Linked DNA regions of Neogale vison: region 2 is linked to region 1. A link is a contact called in public Hi-C data. All regions are on one chromosome and are shown on one strand. The core of a region is the stretch at or near the end of the contact, and the rest is flanking DNA. Distances in the headings are between cores, read along the strand shown.

Region 1 (7,941 bases), core at 3,893-6,392:
AGAGGGAAGCCTACTTCTACCTCTCCCACTCCCCTTGCTTGTGTTCCCTCTTTCGTAGTCTCTCTCTCTCTGTCAAATAAATAAATAAAATCTTTAAAAATAATTGTTTTTAGTGATGTTTACAAAAGCAATGTAATAGCATTCTCATGCGATTGTAATACCAAATTGTGGTACATCACAGAGCAACTCACTTGTTCCCATCCCCATTCTATAAATTTGCTCTTTGGCCTTGAACTAGTCTTCTCACCTCTCTGGGCCTCAGTGTCCACATCAGTAAAATGGGTATATATCAATAGCCTCTACCTCATCAGACTGTTAGGAAGATAAAGCGCTTAGTCAAGTACCCAGCACAGGGTAAGCAGGCTAGATCCTCTAATTAGCGTGATGCCAACAGGGAAGGGGCACAGGCAGACAGTGAGGTGTGCTCTCAGGACAGTCCGTCAGCATTTATGCACCGGTTCTGTCATTTACCAGATGTGTGATCTTGGGCCAGTCACCTTACCTCTCTGGGCTTCATGTGAATATTCAATCAAAACTGCCTAGCACAGAATACATATTCGAGAAATGTGAGAAGGCGCCACCTTCTGCCTTAAATATAAACACGTGAGCTACTGGGGTGCCTGGGTGGCACAGTCCATTAAGCATCTGACTTGGATGGCGCCTGGGTGGCTCAGTGGGTTAAGCCTCTGCCTTTGGCTCAGGTCATGATCCCAGGGTCCTGGGATGGAGCCCTGCATCAGGCTCTCTGCTCAGCGGGGAGTCTGCTTCCACCTCTCTCTCTGTCTGCCTGCCTCTCTGACTACTTGTGATCTCTGCCTGTCAAATAAATAAATAAATAAATAAATAAAAAGCATCTGACTTGGCTCCCACTCAGGTCATGATCTCAGGGTCCTGAGATCGAACCCCACATCAGGCTCTGTAGTGCAGTCTATCTGGGATTCTCTCTCTCCCTCTCCCTCTGCCCCTACCCTTGCTCGTGATCTTGCACTCTCTCTCTGTCTCCCTAAAATAAACAAATAAAATAAAATCTTTTATTTATTTATTTTATTTTAAAAAGATTTTTATTTATTTATTTATTTGACAGACAGAGATCACAAGTAGGCAGAGAGGCAGGCAGAGAGGGAGAGGAGGAAGTAGGCTCCCCACTGAGCAGAGAGCCCAATGCGGGGCTCGAAGCAGAGGCTTTAACCCACTGAGCCACCCAGGTGCCCCTAAAATAAAATATTTTAAAACAACATGTTAACTATTATTAATAAAATAACAATTTAATTAAAGGACAATGGAGAGAGAAGTAGTAAATACAGGGAATATAGCTGGGCATTGACTCTCGCTGTGTGAGCTTGGGGGAGTATGTTAACTTCCCTGAGCCTCAGTTTCCCCATCTGGAAACATGGGGATAACGTGCTATTGTTAACTCTAAAGGAAACACAGATTTAACATAAATGAAGTCATTTACTTTGCTCCTTAGGCAGTGCTAGGCACATTACTTTACACCATCATCTCACTTAATCCTTAAAACAACCCCCATTCAACTGGAATTAGTTATTCCCTTTTTACAGATGAGGAACTTAGTTAAAAAAAAAATATTCCAGAGTCACTCAGCTAGGAAGTGGACAGAGGCAAGGTTTGAACCCAGAACTCACCAACTCCAAAAGATAATGAACCTTCATAAGATATCAGCAAATGAAGTTCATTTTCTCGTTCCTGACATGGTGGGCCTCAATTTACTCAGCATAAAATGGGCGTGAAGGATAATGCCCAAACGCTCTCTAGCTTACCTCTATTAAACTCCACTGCCTAGCATGGCGTTAAGACTGGCCAAATCGTCCCTAGCCCAACTTCTCAGACTCCACTTACCAGTTTGGGGAAGCTTCCTGGGTGGGATTTGTCCTGCTGGTCCTTGCTGAAGTCATCTGCACTCCTGTCTGCGCCCTGGTGCTGGGCGTGGGGCACTGGGCCTCTCCTCGACTTCTTAGCATACTTGGATCTTCTCTGTCCCATGGATGGGCCCGAGTGAGCCCTGCTGGTTGTAGGCTCCAAAGAGCTGGAGGGGCGGTCAGTGGGAGCAGGGGGTCCTTCTCCCAGCCTCCCCCTGGACTCTGGCTGAGCCTTGACCTCTAGCTCCTCCTGACTGTGTGAGACAGCAGGGCCATCATCACAGCCAGCCCCGACTAGGTGCTCAGCTTCCTGCCACACTGTGGAGGCCTTTCCAGATGCTCCAAGGCCTAGTGCAGAGCCGGGATCCCAGACAGCTGGCCTGAGGGATTCCCCTCCATCAGGTGGTAGGACCCCTACAGGGTGAGAGGGGCTGCCTGGCTGGGCCCCGTTCTCTGAAGCAGGCAAATATTCAAACTTCGCAGTCCCTGAGACACATCCCACACAAGTTCCACCTGGATCTCCTGACCCAGGCCCAGTGTCGTTGGGAGAGAGGGGACCATAAAGGTCTCCCAAGGACCCCACATCAGCCCCTGGTGGGGGGTCTCCCTCACATGGGGGGCTGTCCCCACCAGGGCCATGACCAGACCATAAGAAGCCTCCTGCCCCCTCCCCACTCTCTGAGCAGGCCTCATACTTCCTGCTGTTCTTTCTTGCCCCCATAGGGGCTGGGCCTGGGGAGGATGGTAGCCTCCTTCTGGAAGGCCCCTCTTTACTGAGGGTAGGGCCCCTTTCATCACTCCAACCTCCCCCTGCCTCTCCTGGCCCGGGGCAGCTCCTCGTCCCCACCCCTCCCAGCCTCTCCCTGCCAACCAAAGCTTTCTCTGGAAAACCCAAACACACGGGACAAGGGTTCCTGGGCCAACTTTCAGCGAAGATGTCATGCAGAGAAACCTGGAGCCTCCTGAAGGCCGGAGCCTTCCCCTGAGCAGACATTCTGGGTGGCTGGGAGAGTTGCTGGGGGCCAGGCACCAACTCCTGGCTCCGTCCCTTGCCTTGTAGCTCCAGGGTCATCAAGTGGGACCCAGCCTCCAGGCCTGCCCCAGGAGCACCTCCAGCCTGGGAGCAGGTACCTCGACGGGTCTCTTCCCTCAGGACCCTCTTCCTGCTGCCAGCCCCAACTCGGGCCCCAGAGCTTGCCCCTGGCCGGTGTGGTGTCAAGCCTGACCCAGAGCTGGCTTCTTCCACATCATCCTGGAAAAGTGCAGCAATGCAGCGGGGGCTGAGGGCAGGGTCCTCAGGGGACCCCTCCTGAGACATGTCTGTCCACCTATAGGGGCCAAAAGCAGAACGCAACCCCCCTGAGGACACAGAAGGGAGACTGCGTCACATTGGTGTCTGGCTGCCAGCCCATTCAGGACTCCCAGGTGTCACTCCCAGGGAGGCAGCCTCCCTGCCAGGGGCTGGGCGGAGGCCCTGCCCACTCCTGAGGCCCAGAGACCACAGGGAGACAACAGCCAGTCACATAAGCCTCCCCACCATGTAAGCCCCAGGGTAGCAGGGGAGGCCTGCCACCAAACAGGATTGAGCTATAGCGACCTTAGGTCTTCTAATCTCTGAGGGGTCCCACTTTTGCCTAAACGGCATGTAATTGTAACAGGTGCTGTTTCTTAAGCAGCTACTATGTGCGTTATTTCATTTCATGCCGGCAGCCACAGGGTAGGAAACTGAGATACAGGGACTTTAGCGACTCACCAAAGGACACGCAGGAGTGGAAGAGGGGTTTCTTTCCACCACCGAAAGCCCAGCTCCTAACCACTGGGCGGGGAGCAGGCAGTGATTGGGGCTAATTCCCCGCACGCCGATCCTGCTCCGATGAATACCCCCGCTAGGTTCCCAGGCCTGATCGGGACAGTCCCCTACAGCCCAAGCCCTCCAGGAGGTCTCACCTGTGTTCCCGAGCTCCCCCTACAGAACCACCCAAGGCTGGGATCACGTGAGGGGGCGGAGTCCGGGGGTGAGGGACAGGGGTGGGGCCTCTGAAGAGGCGCTGTGGACGGCACCCCAGGCGTACTGACGCCCTGGCACCGGCAGAGGGCGCGCTCTTCCTCCCGAGGGCTTCCTGGCGGAGGTGCCAATCCCTTGGGCTTCTAGGCAGGGGTAGGTGGGCTCCTGAAACAGAGGGCAGAAGCGTTAAGGGGTCTTGAATCTGTCTGACAGTATAAACTTGGTCCCAGAGGGCGCCTGGGTGGCTCAGTGGGTTAAGCCGCTGCCTTCGGCTCAGGTCATGATCTCAGGGTCCTAGGATCGAGTCCCACATCGGGCTCTCTGCTCAGCAGGGAGCCTGCTTCCCTCTCTCTCTCTCTCTGCCTGCCTCTCTACCTACTTGTGGTCTCTGTCTGTCAAATAAATTTAAAATCTTTTAAAAAACAAACAAACAAACAAACTTGGCCCCAGAGCCATGGGGTGTCACTAAAAGTGCCTGAACCCCAAGGAGAATCAGAATTACACTTCTGTCTAATTATGTATTATTTTCATCGTCTCAAATATAAAAATATTACTCATATGGAGGAAAATGCATACCCAAGTCCAACTGAAAGGTTAAAGATTTTATTTATTTATTTGACAGAGAGAGATCACATGTAGGCAGAGAGGAGGAAGAAGGCTCCCTGCCAAGCAGAGAACCCGATGTGGGACTTGATCCCAGGACCCTGAGATCATGACCCCAGCCGAAGGCAGAGGCTTAACCCACTGAGCCACCCGGGTGCCCCCAATTGAAAGGTTAGAAATAAGCTCAATCGTCCTCTCACTTCCCGGCTCTTGGGAGCAAACTTTCTTCCTTTCACCAAGTTGTTTTAGTTTTCTATTCATGCCGCTTTCATAACTGTAAGTGATCATATACTCTATCACTAATCAATAATATTAATAATAGTCTTATACTCTATTACTTGACTTATTCGTGGGAATAACCTCTCTGGACTCCCTGCCCTGGTGATTGCATTCACCACCTGTCCTCCTTTCTCTTCCCAGTTTTTCTCTTTCATATTTATATTACTACCGTTTCTATTGATTACTCTTACCCCTCGGAATAATAGTCTTAAAATGTCCACTTCTTCCTTAGATTGCGCGTCTTGACTCTCCTCTGCGTGAAATGAACTGTTTCCCTCCCCTCCCCACCCTCCACCCCCATCCCCACCCCCACCCCGCTGCCCTTTCTCCAGCCTCTCACCTTTTGTCTTTGTCAAGTTCCGTGGCCCGCCCATCCCATCCTGGGAAGATGATTCAGTCTGCCATACTTTGCCTGTGGATTGATTCTTAACATTGAAACCAGATGACATTGATGACATTACAGCTACGTAAATATTTTCACTGCGGAACTAGGAATCTGATAGACATCATGGAGAAGGAAGTGAAATTCGCAGGCAGTAAACCTGCACCACGCGAGGCCAGGAGCCGCTTTGGGGCAGGTGGAATAGCCCACCGCCGTCAGAGGGAAGGAGCTAGTCTGTAGATCAGCGTGGCTGTATCTCAGAGACATAATGTTGGATTTAAAAAGCGAGATAACATCAATGCGCCTGGGTGGTGCGGTCGATGAAGGCTCCATCCAACTCTTGCTTTCCGCTCAGGTCCTGATCTCAGGGTGGAGAGATGCAGCTGGCATCCAGCCCCGCCTTGGACTCCGCACTCAATAGGGAGTCAGCTGGAGAGTCTCTCTCTCCCTCTGTCTCTGCCTGCACATGCTTGCTCCATCTCTCTCTCAAATAAATAAGTAAATAAATCTTTGAAAATCAAGATAATGTTAACAGTAAGGGAAACAGAGGGCCAGGTGTATGAGAAATCTCTGTACTAATCTTTCTTTTTTTTTTTTTCTGTAAATCTAAAACTCATCAAAAATAAGTTTTGCTATTTAAAAAGAGAGAGAGTGTGTGTGTAGGTGTTGTGTGACCCATATGGAAAGCTGTCGGTCTCGATCTGGCTGTCAGGGTCACAAATGAGGTAGGAGTTGAGACTTGATGCCACTGATGACATCCAATACTGCTCGAAAGAAATTATTTTTTTAGGGATGCCTAGGTGGCTCAGTCAGTTAAGCGGCTGCCTTCGCTCAGGTCATGATCCCAGGGTCCTGGGATCAAGTTCCGCATAAGGCCCCTTGCTCATCGGGGAGCCTGCTTCTCCCTCTGCTTCTGCCTGCCACTCTGTCTGCTTGTGCTCTCTCTGACAAACAAGTAAAATCTTAAAAAAAAAAAAAAAAAGATAGAAAGAAAGAAATGATTTTTTTAAATGAAAAGACTTCCCATCTTATGGAATGTTCCAGTCATTGTGGCAAAGACTTGATCAGGTCTCCTGAGACCAGGGAACTGTTATTCTGGTCCATTTCGATAATGGAAGTCTTCCCCCCATTGGCAAAGAAAGGGGGAGTGTTATTAGTACCATGAGAGCAGTGTTATTAGTACCATGTGGCACTGAGGATAGAAAGACAGTGATCACTAATGTATATAATGCTACTTTGAGCCAGAGACTGATCTACGTGCTTTACCTGCATTTACCAATTTTAATTTACCTATTTAATCCTGATTCCAGACTCTCAGCTTTTAAATCATGTTCTTCAAATCAACAGTAACCTATAGTAACTTGGAACTGTAGAAAACAGTGTTGAAGGCAGAAAACAGTCACAAAGCGTTGGGTGTTTACCAGGTCATGGAAGGGCCACAAGAGTGCACTCTAAGCTGGGCTTGGGGACACCGCCACCAGGGCTGTCAAAAGATACAGCCTGGTGGCAGCCAGCCAAGACAGGGACCCAGCACGGCCAGTGCTGCACTGTGCACTGCATTCACAAAACTGGAGGCCAGACACGGACACAGAGAACCCCAGCGGCTCCCGCACTGAGCCTGTAAGCAGAAACCACCCAAGGGAAAGGACATTCATCTGCCTTCCAGATCCCGCACAGGGGCACCCGGGGCCGGAACTGAATCCACATTTGGACCGCTAGCTGTAAGGGACTCTGGGAAATCGTTTTTGGCTTTCCATCTGCCGCAAGATAAGAAGGCACGCTAGCATGTGGGAACAGATGTGGAGTGACTCAGTCTGCGTTATCCTCTATCATATTTTAAATTACTTTTTATCTCCTCAATCTACCCATTTCTAAGAGGTGTGCATTTTTTATATTTTTTTAAAAAGATTTTATATTTATTTATGTATTTATTTGAGTGAGAATGAGAGTGGGGAGAGAGCACAAGCGAGGGGGAGCAGCAGTGGGAAAGGGAGAAGCAGAGTCCCCCTCCCCGCCGACCCCCTCCCCGTCCCCCCCAGATGTAGGGCTCCATCGAGGACCCCTGAGCTAAAGGCGGGTATTTAAATGACTGAGCCACCCAGGCGCTCCAAATGGTGTGTTTTTATTTTATTTAAAGATTTTATTTATTTATTTGAGAGTGAGAGAGAGCAAGAGAGCAGAGACGGTCAGAGGGAGAAGCAGAATCCCCATGGAGCAAGGAATCCCCCTGATGCAGGACTCAATCCTGTGACTCTAGGTTCATGATCTGAGCAGAAGGCAGCCACCTAACCAACTGAGCCACCCAGGTGCCCCAAGAGGTGTGTTTTTAAATCTCATGTTATTATTGTGGACTTGTCAACTTTTCCTTTACTTTGCTGAGTTCCTGCTTTATATATCTCAAACCCCTTTTAAGGTGCATACAAATTCATTTATTTTTACCTCTTTCTGGTAGATTGTATCTTTCATCAATGCCAAATGTTCTTCTTCCCTTCTATCAATGTTCTTTTGCTTTAATTCATTTAATTCATTAGTTCATTCATTTATTATTAATAATAAATTTATTATAGTAATTAATTATTCATTTATTATTTGCCTCGGTTTACTAATACCCTGCTTGCCTGTGGTCAGTGTTGACAGGTATAATTTTTCTGTCTTTTTATTTTCAACTTTCATGTGCAGGTCTGCTTTTCACCACACCTCTTGTACACGACATACAGCTAGACTTTAGAATTCCAATCAGAGCATCTTTGTCTTTCATTGATGTTTAACCTAGTCATATGCTTGGGATACTGATA
Region 2 (7,941 bases), core at 4,019-6,518, 96 kb after region 1:
ATAAATAAAATTTTTAAAAAATAATAATAATATATGCATTTTGTAGTATGTAAGCTATACCTTAATAAAGCTGTTGAAAAATAAGACATGCCTCTTATAAAATTTTCTTAATTATAGAGGTGAATACTTAATAAAGTAAAAGTCCCCCACAATCATACCCCGAGAGGGAACCACTTCCAACAATTTGTATTATACTGTTCCTCTAGATTTTTCTCTGCACGTTCATATTTTTTCCGTGTATTCATTTACACGTACATGCAAACAACCGCACGCATATGTATGTTTAACAAAAATGGGTTAGTTTCTCCTAACAATATGTCTTGGACAGTTTTCCATGTCAGTGCGTTTAGATCGACTGTATTCTTTGAAAGGCCGCCTACATCATATGGACGAACTATAATTTACTTAACAGGTTTCCTAGTGATAGATATTTGGGTGTTTTCCAACATTTTGCTATTACGAGCAGTACTGCCGTGGACATTTTTGCACATGTATCTCGGAGTCCTTTTAGGGGAATTCTGTGTGATAAGTTCCTAGAGAGACTGTTCCTTTGAAAACAGCATGCTTCATAAATCACCATTTTCATCTTATTCCAAGTGCCTTGACCTAACAGCCCATTTCTGATCAAAATCACATAAAGGGCTTAGGATATCGTGTACATTAAATAAATGTTAGTTATTTTCATGATTCTTTTTGCCTTTGTTTCACAAAATCACTGATCTGGTGGGGAGAAATCCATTCATTCAGTCAACAATTCCTGATGAGCTACTGCCCTGGGATGGGCCTAAGGAGGCCCCAGTGAACAGACATAGATCTCAAGAGGTTGATGGTCTCAGAGCACCTGGGTGGCTCAGGCGTTGGGCATCGGCCTTCAGCTCGGGGCTCGGGTCATTCCCAGGGTCCTGGAATTGGCCCACGTCAGGCTCCCTGCTTGGTGGGGGATCTGCTTCTCTCTCCCACTCCTCCTGCTTGTGTTGCCTCTCTTGCTGTGTCTCTCTCTGCCAAATAAATAAATTAAATTAAATTAAAAAAAAGAAGTTGATGGACTCATTGAGGATGGATGTGTCAACTGACAATTACAAGCCCTTGAGATACGCACTCCAGTGGTGGTAACCACAGGGGAGATAGGGAAGCACATAGGAGGGACATTAACCAGTCTGAAGAAAGGCAAGGGCTGATGAGAAAGAAGTAACAGCTTCACTTATCCAAAGAAGCAAGGTAGTTAGTCCTTGCCCCTGGCCACCAGGCTAAGGCCAACACACCATCCCCAAAAGAGACTGGTAGGAACCATAAACCAAATCAGTTCTCAAACATCCATCCTCAGACTGGTGCTAGTGCGTGGGGGGAAAGGAGGAAAAGAAAGATCAAGTGGTGAATTTTTATATGCTAAATTTGTTGGATTTATTTATTTATTTTAAGCTTTTATTTTTAAGTCAACTCTACACTCACCGTGGGGCTCAAACTTATAACCCTGAGATCAAGAGTCCCAGGTTCTGGGGCACCTGGGTCACTCAGCGGGTTAAAGCCTCTGTTTTTCTGCTCAGGTCATGATCACAGGGTCCTGGAATTGAGCCCCACATCGGGCTCTCTGCCCAGCAGGGAGCCTGCTTCTCCCCCTCTCTCTGCCTGCCTCTCTGCCTACTTGTGATCTCTGTCTGTCAAATAAATAAATAAAATCTTAAAAAAAGAAAGAAAGAAAGAAAAGAGACAGCCTTTCATTCTGAGAGTATAACTTTCTTTCTTTCTTTCTTTTTTTTGGTATTAAACTGTCCTTCCCTTTCTGAAGCAGAGGTTGTAGTACATGATAGTTGTTTTTCTTCAATGTTCCTGTCTAGCCAAAGTAAAAGCTGTCAGTCACAGCTCAAATACCCTTCTCATTTTTCAAACTTTTGCCCATTGATGACATCTAAAATTCTGGGGCCCTCTGAGCCAAGGGACTTCTTTTATCATTATTATTGAGGTATAATTAACATACAGTGTTATAGCTGAGCCAAGTGACTTCTAAGGCTCTTTCCATCCCTGTGGTTATAAGATTCTCTGCTCAACAGTGATTAAGTTCCGAAGTTAAATTAATTTTGAAATCTGTGAACCAAATCTTTTTCAACAGACCCAAGGTAAAAACAAATACGTAAATACCTGAATAAATAAAAGAAAGAAAATGATTTGGTACCCCCTTGAACATTTTCATTTTTTGGTTCCCAAACCATATAAGAGTGCCTCAAGTTTTCAACTAGACTTGCTCTCCTGCTCCCATGAAATGCAACGCTGAAGGAGAGAAGCCACAGAAATAACAAAGAGAAGTGATATGGGAAAAATCAATTTGATGCCGTTTTCACAAACCTTTAAAATAGAGCAATTTAGGTGATGATGGGGTTTCATGACCAGTGGCGACAGAGCTTCTGATGGGAATGCGGGTGTTTTCCTGGCATTTCTCCGAGTGGGTTGGAAGAGGAGGAGAATGGGTTTTTTTCCTCTCCTTCCACTTATAAGAAAATGGAAGTAATGAAAAGCAAAACTCTCCTGTAATGCCCCCATTAAGAGGCACAAAGGAAATGCAGCTCCCCTGCAGCCAGAAAATGCAAACCCTCAGACAGGCGCTGGGCAGGCCCTCCCCGATGATGCTGCGGGCACCAACTAAGTATTCACCGCCACACCTGGCCCTGCTGTTGTCATGGCGACTCCTCACCTTTTGCATTCCTTGACTTGGGGGTTGAGAGTGGTTCAGGGCGTACTTGAGCTTTCATGTTCCTCCTTGGCTTCTGGAAAAGGAAAGGGGAAGCAAGGGAAGGTTATTCTGAGTTAGCTTGGCCTGCCTTGGCTCTTTGCCCTTGAGCTGGTGTGACTAAGGCCTCACTAAGTGAGAGAGGTCTGCAGCAAGGGCAAGCAGTAGAAATGGCTCTGGCAGAGCCCAAAAGACCTAGGTTCAAGTCCCATCTCCTTGACAATCTGCTCGTTCATCCAAACGAGCCCTTGTCTGTGCCAGCACTAGCTGGTACAGAGAGTTGCCTGGGCAGCCAGAGTTGGCCTTCAGAAAGGCAACAGTCCAGAGGGACAGCTGGGTCAGCAGAGCCAGGATAAGTGACTTCACAGAAGCAGGTGCCCGCTCTAGCACTGCCCAGAGAAATGACCTTACGGGGAGGGGAAAAACGATATGAAACCCACACGGCATTGAGAAGCCCTCTTAGGAACGCTCCAGCAAGGACTGCTTCCCCTTGAGCATGAAGCCATCAAATTAAAGGGGACAAGAACTGAGACTTCCACTATGACCCCAGGCAAATTAATTCACTCTCCTGAGCCTCACTTTCCCCACTTGTAAACCAAAGCTAACGATGACTACCTGACTCTGTTGAGAAAGTTACATTCCTTGGGGCTCCTGAGTGGCTCAGTTTTTGCCTTTGGCTCAGGTCATGATCCCAGGGTCCTGGGATGGAGCCCTGCCTCAGGATCCCTGCTCAGTGAGAAGCCTGCTTCTTCCTCTCCCACTCCCCCTGCTTGTGTTCCCTCTCTCTGTAGCAAAATAAATAAGCAAAATCTTAAAAAAAAAAAAAAGAAAGAAAGAAAGAAAAGAAAAGAAAAAGAAAAGCTACATTCATTAATATATAATGACAAAGCAAAAAAAAAAAAAAGAAAAAACAATATATATGTATAACAATGAAGCAAAGAGCAGATAGACCCAGATTCAAACTTCAGCTCTCCAATGCTCAACTGAGTGACTTGGATAATTCTGAACTTCCGCCCTTCTGAGCGTTTCCTCACCTGTACAAACGTAACCATAAGCATTCTAATTCATAAGAGTATTGCTAGAATTGCAAGAGATAACTCATGTAAACCACATAACATCCGTGTATAGCAAAATGCTGCTTACTTCTCGTTACAGAAGTAGAGCTTCCCATCCGGGGCTGATATGCCCTAAGTCAGATATCATTGCTATTGTTACAAGGCACCTGCTCTGCGTTCTGTAAACATTACTTTCCCAGCCTTTTTGGAGCCTTTCCTCCAGCCGCTCCACCTTTGTGCCTTCTCCAGCTTTCAAAAGTGTTGGCTATATCTCTCGCAGGCCAAAGAGGAGGCAGCTTGAGGTCTGCATCTCTCTCTCCCCAGCATTCCCTTTATCACCTTGGCCTTAGCCTCTCTCCCAGGCTGAATGAAGGGGAGAAGGCCTGAGCCTGCCCCTGAGGGGCTCCCCTGAGAGTGAGGTGGGGAGAGGCAGTGAGTGCGTCAGCCCTGATGAAATCATGGGCTCATTGCTTGGCCCACTTCCTTCTCTTTGGGTGTTTACGGGAGCCTGGATTCCACAGGAACCCAGGAAGTGTGTATGCACAGTAGAGGCGAGCAGCAGAGGAAATTGAAATTGTGTGACAGAGCCCTACTGTGTGCCCACCTGGGCCTCAGAGCCCTGGCTCAGGGACACAGGAAAGAGATACCGGGTGTGAGTCCTAAGGGCGGGGCAGGGAAGGCAGGCTCCAGGAGGGAGGAAATAATCCCGGGATGGGATGGCTGATGCCAGGGCCAGCTTCCAGATCCAGTCCTGATGAATAGGCCCTTTATCCTTGAATTTAGAAGCTGAGGGGGAGGGAGCCACGAAAGGGGGTCTCAGGTGACATGAAGCCCTGAGCAAGTTCAGAGGATCCTGTCTCTTCCTTCCCAATAGAAATCCTAGCAGGAAAGAAGCTTGCTTTCCAATCATTTGTGTAGGATGTTCCTTTGGGGGCCCCCCTCACCAATCCCTCAGCCTGCTGGGTCACCTAGAGACATCCAAAGAAGCGCAGGGTTGCACAGTGGTAAAGAACATGACTTTTGGCAGTCAATTCTCAGCTGTTCCAGCTACTGGCCAGATGCCCCAGGCAAGCCACTTCCCCTCTACCTCTCAACTTTCTCTTGTCAAATGGGATCAGAAGAGTGGTCGACTTCAGAGATCAAGACTGCAGGCCCACAGAACAGTAGAGGGCAATGGTAGAAGTGTTCAGTGACTGTTAGATATTGTTATTTCCATTCAGACCTTGGAGGGACGCAGAGACAAAAAGCATCCCGGCATTAGCTTTTTGTGCCCAGATCCAAGCCCTAGAATTCTCTAGTGCTTAGAGAGCCTTTCCCCCACACCCGAAACTGGGGCCTAATTGTCCTTTCAATATCTAATGACTGTTTCCCGGTTGGTTATCAGAAGTATCTGACCTCCCCTCCCCCAGAGCTCTGAAACTGAGTAGCAAAACTTGCTCGAGCTCCTGAGTCATTCAGCAAAACCAGCCCAAGGTAATCGGTGGATCAAGGAAACAAGATGCAGAGTGGGGAAAACCCAGCCACAAAGTCTGGGCCTCCTCCTAGGGCAATTCCCTCTGTTGGCCCCTAGGATGAGCTTTCGTGCCCTACCACCCCCAGCAGGTTCCACAAACAACAAGGTACCTGACACCTGAAAACTTCCCAGGCCCTGTAGCGCTGGATCAAGACATTGATCAGACTGGGTTCTCCTGCCCATAGTCAGGCCTTCCCACTGAATCTTGTTTGACACAAGATCTTAGACAAACTCTCTCCTCTATCCCTTCATACTGCCAGTCCCAGGGAGAGTCGACGCCCTGTCCTCCTGTCCTCCCCACCCACTCATCTCTCAGCCCCTGTGACTTAACCCAGCCAATCCACTTCCTTCACACTCATCGGTGATCTCTTAATTGACAAAAACTATCTCCAGGACTTTCCTTCCTGCCCTCTCTAAACACCCTGCACGGTTGACCACTCTACTCTAAAGTCTCCTTCCTGGGTTTCTCTGAGGCTACAGCTGCCTGGTTCTTCTCCCTGCACTGCAACCAGCACTTTCTGGGTTGTTTTGTTGGCTGCTCTCCATGCTTTAAACGCTGCTCCCTGGTTCTGCTCTTAGCCCTCTCCCCTCCTAGTCTGCATTCCCCTACCAGAGTTAACCTGTGCCCAAGTCTGTAACTTTCACTCTTTGCTGGTGACTTCCCGGTATCTCCAGCTCAGATCTTCCCCCAAATGTCACCTGCCTACCGGGCAGATCTATTTGCATGACCCCAGGCACCACAAACCCCACAGGCCCCACAGTGAACTCTTTATCTTCCTGCCCCAAACCTGTTCCTCCTCCTGTGTTCTCCTGATGAATGAGCTCCCTTGAAGAACGAAACCACCTCTTCACCCTGTTACCCAGGCCAGAGGCTCAAACGTCACCCCAGCCTCCTCCCTGCCCTGCCCACAAATCACCACGCTCTTAACATCTTCTCATTCTTCCCTACTCCTTTCCATCCCCTGGGTTAATGCTTCAGTTCAGGCCTTCATCATGACCTGAAGCCTAAACTACTATAGGTCTTATAAGTGGGCTCTAGACCTTAATTGCTCCCCCCTTCGTACTAGACTCATCATGGAGTGTCTGCCCAGCTAGAGTGTTTTTCCTGAGGACCCACTGTTGCCCACGGACCGTGCTGAAGAGGTCCTCTGGACCCGCACATTGACCTCACTGAAGCCTACCCTGCTATCACCAGTGTTTTGAACCACAGGTGTGTATCTGACCCAAGTTGAGCTGAATTCTATCTCCTGGGACTATGGTCTGGGATATAGCGACTCTAATCCAGATACCCCCAAGGGTTACATCAGTAATAAAACCAGTGCAACAACCCAAGGCAAGACAATGAGGAATGGGCAATTGTGGCAAATGGAGAGTATGTGCCTCATCTAAAGGTAGCAGCTGCTACTCCGAGCTAGCAGATGGTTGCCATGGGAATATAAGCCCGGACTTGTCAGATACTCTGATTTTCCAGGTTGTTGTTTTTTTCTGTGAAATTTACCAATTTTTGAATTTTGGGCACTAAGTCACTCTTTTAAATGCCACTGGCTAACCATATCTCGTGCATGATATTCGGCCTACACGGCTGGTCTGTAATCAGCACCAGGGAGTCAGGATTAGGCACTGAACCCCAAGCTGGGGACAGCAACTTTCTGCTACGTGCATGGAGAAGCAGAGACAGCCCTCTGCATAGAGGGAACAAAGCCTGTTCCTACTGGCTCCTTGCCCCGGGTACACCACATGCGCACATATCCTGGGCAACATCTCCTGCCCTTCTTTCTAGGCCAGGCATGATATAATAAAGTTATGGACTCTGAAGTCAGACAGATCTGGGTTTAAGTGCCAACTCGGCAACTCCTCAGTTGCATGCCCTTGAGCAAGTCACTTCACCTCTCTGAGCCTCGGTTCCTTTCTCTGTGACATGGGCTACATTTTGAATAAGGCTGTTATTGGGATTGAAGGCGATATTACTCAGAAAGTCCTCAGCACAGTGCTTGGCACCTGGTAAGCACTGAATGAACATTAGCCAATATTATTACTGCCATCAGTGGTGGGAGTGTCCTGCCTCAGCCCAGCCCTTGCCGTCAGAACGCTCTCTTGTTTGTGTAACTCCCTGGGCTTTTGTCTTTGGCTCTTACTACACATCACTAATTTGTCTGCCTTGGTATACTGTAAATTCCTAGAGGGGGAAAACACATTTTATCTCTCTTTGTATTGAGAAGAGAAAGGAAGTGTATGTTTTGTACTTGGTAGGTGCTCAAGAAACATTCATTTGTTGGTATTCTACCAGAATTAGGCTCTGTGAAAGCAAGGACCTTGTCTGAGCACATGTAAAACCTTCAATTAGGGGCGCCTGGATGGTTCAGTGGATTAAGCCTCTGACTCCTTTTTTTTTTTTTTTTTTTTTTAAGATTTTTTTTTAATTTATTTGACAGAGAGCACAAGTAGGCAGAGCAACAGGCAGAGAGAGAGGGAAAAGCAGGCTCCCCACTCAGCGGGGAGCCAGATGCAGGGCTCCATCCCAGGACCCTGGGATCATGACCTGAGCGGAAGGCAGCCACTAACCCACTAAGTCACCCAGGCGCCCCAAGCCTCTGACTCTTGATATCGGCTCAGGTCACAATCCTGGGATGGGGCCCCACGTCGGGCTCAGC

Evidence for each region. A called contact is a pair of places that touch in the nucleus more often than the background predicts.
Region 2: a Hi-C map of tongue shows a contact between it and region 1, with 4 times the contacts expected there. The contact joins the enhancer-like site here to the promoter of LOC122899093 in region 1. A contact is called at or near these places in 2 of 3 Hi-C or Micro-C datasets (muscle and tongue).

The regions. Positions count from the first base shown.
Region 1 is chr2:23,954,728-23,962,668 of ASM_NN_V1, forward strand. LOC122899093 (SPOC domain-containing protein 1-like) reads right to left here and starts at 5,143. Exons shown (of 8, transcript XM_044236751.1): 1 at 5,105-5,143; 2 at 3,825-4,047; 3 at 3,009-3,205; 4 at 1,858-2,468. The coding sequence starts at 5,138.
Region 2 is chr2:24,050,858-24,058,798 of ASM_NN_V1, forward strand. No RefSeq gene overlaps it. Among named protein-coding and RNA genes, the nearest start is that of PTP4A2, 11 kb to the left of the region's middle. Within about 2 kb of position 5,269, the one cell type or tissue checked has open chromatin away from gene starts, as enhancers often do.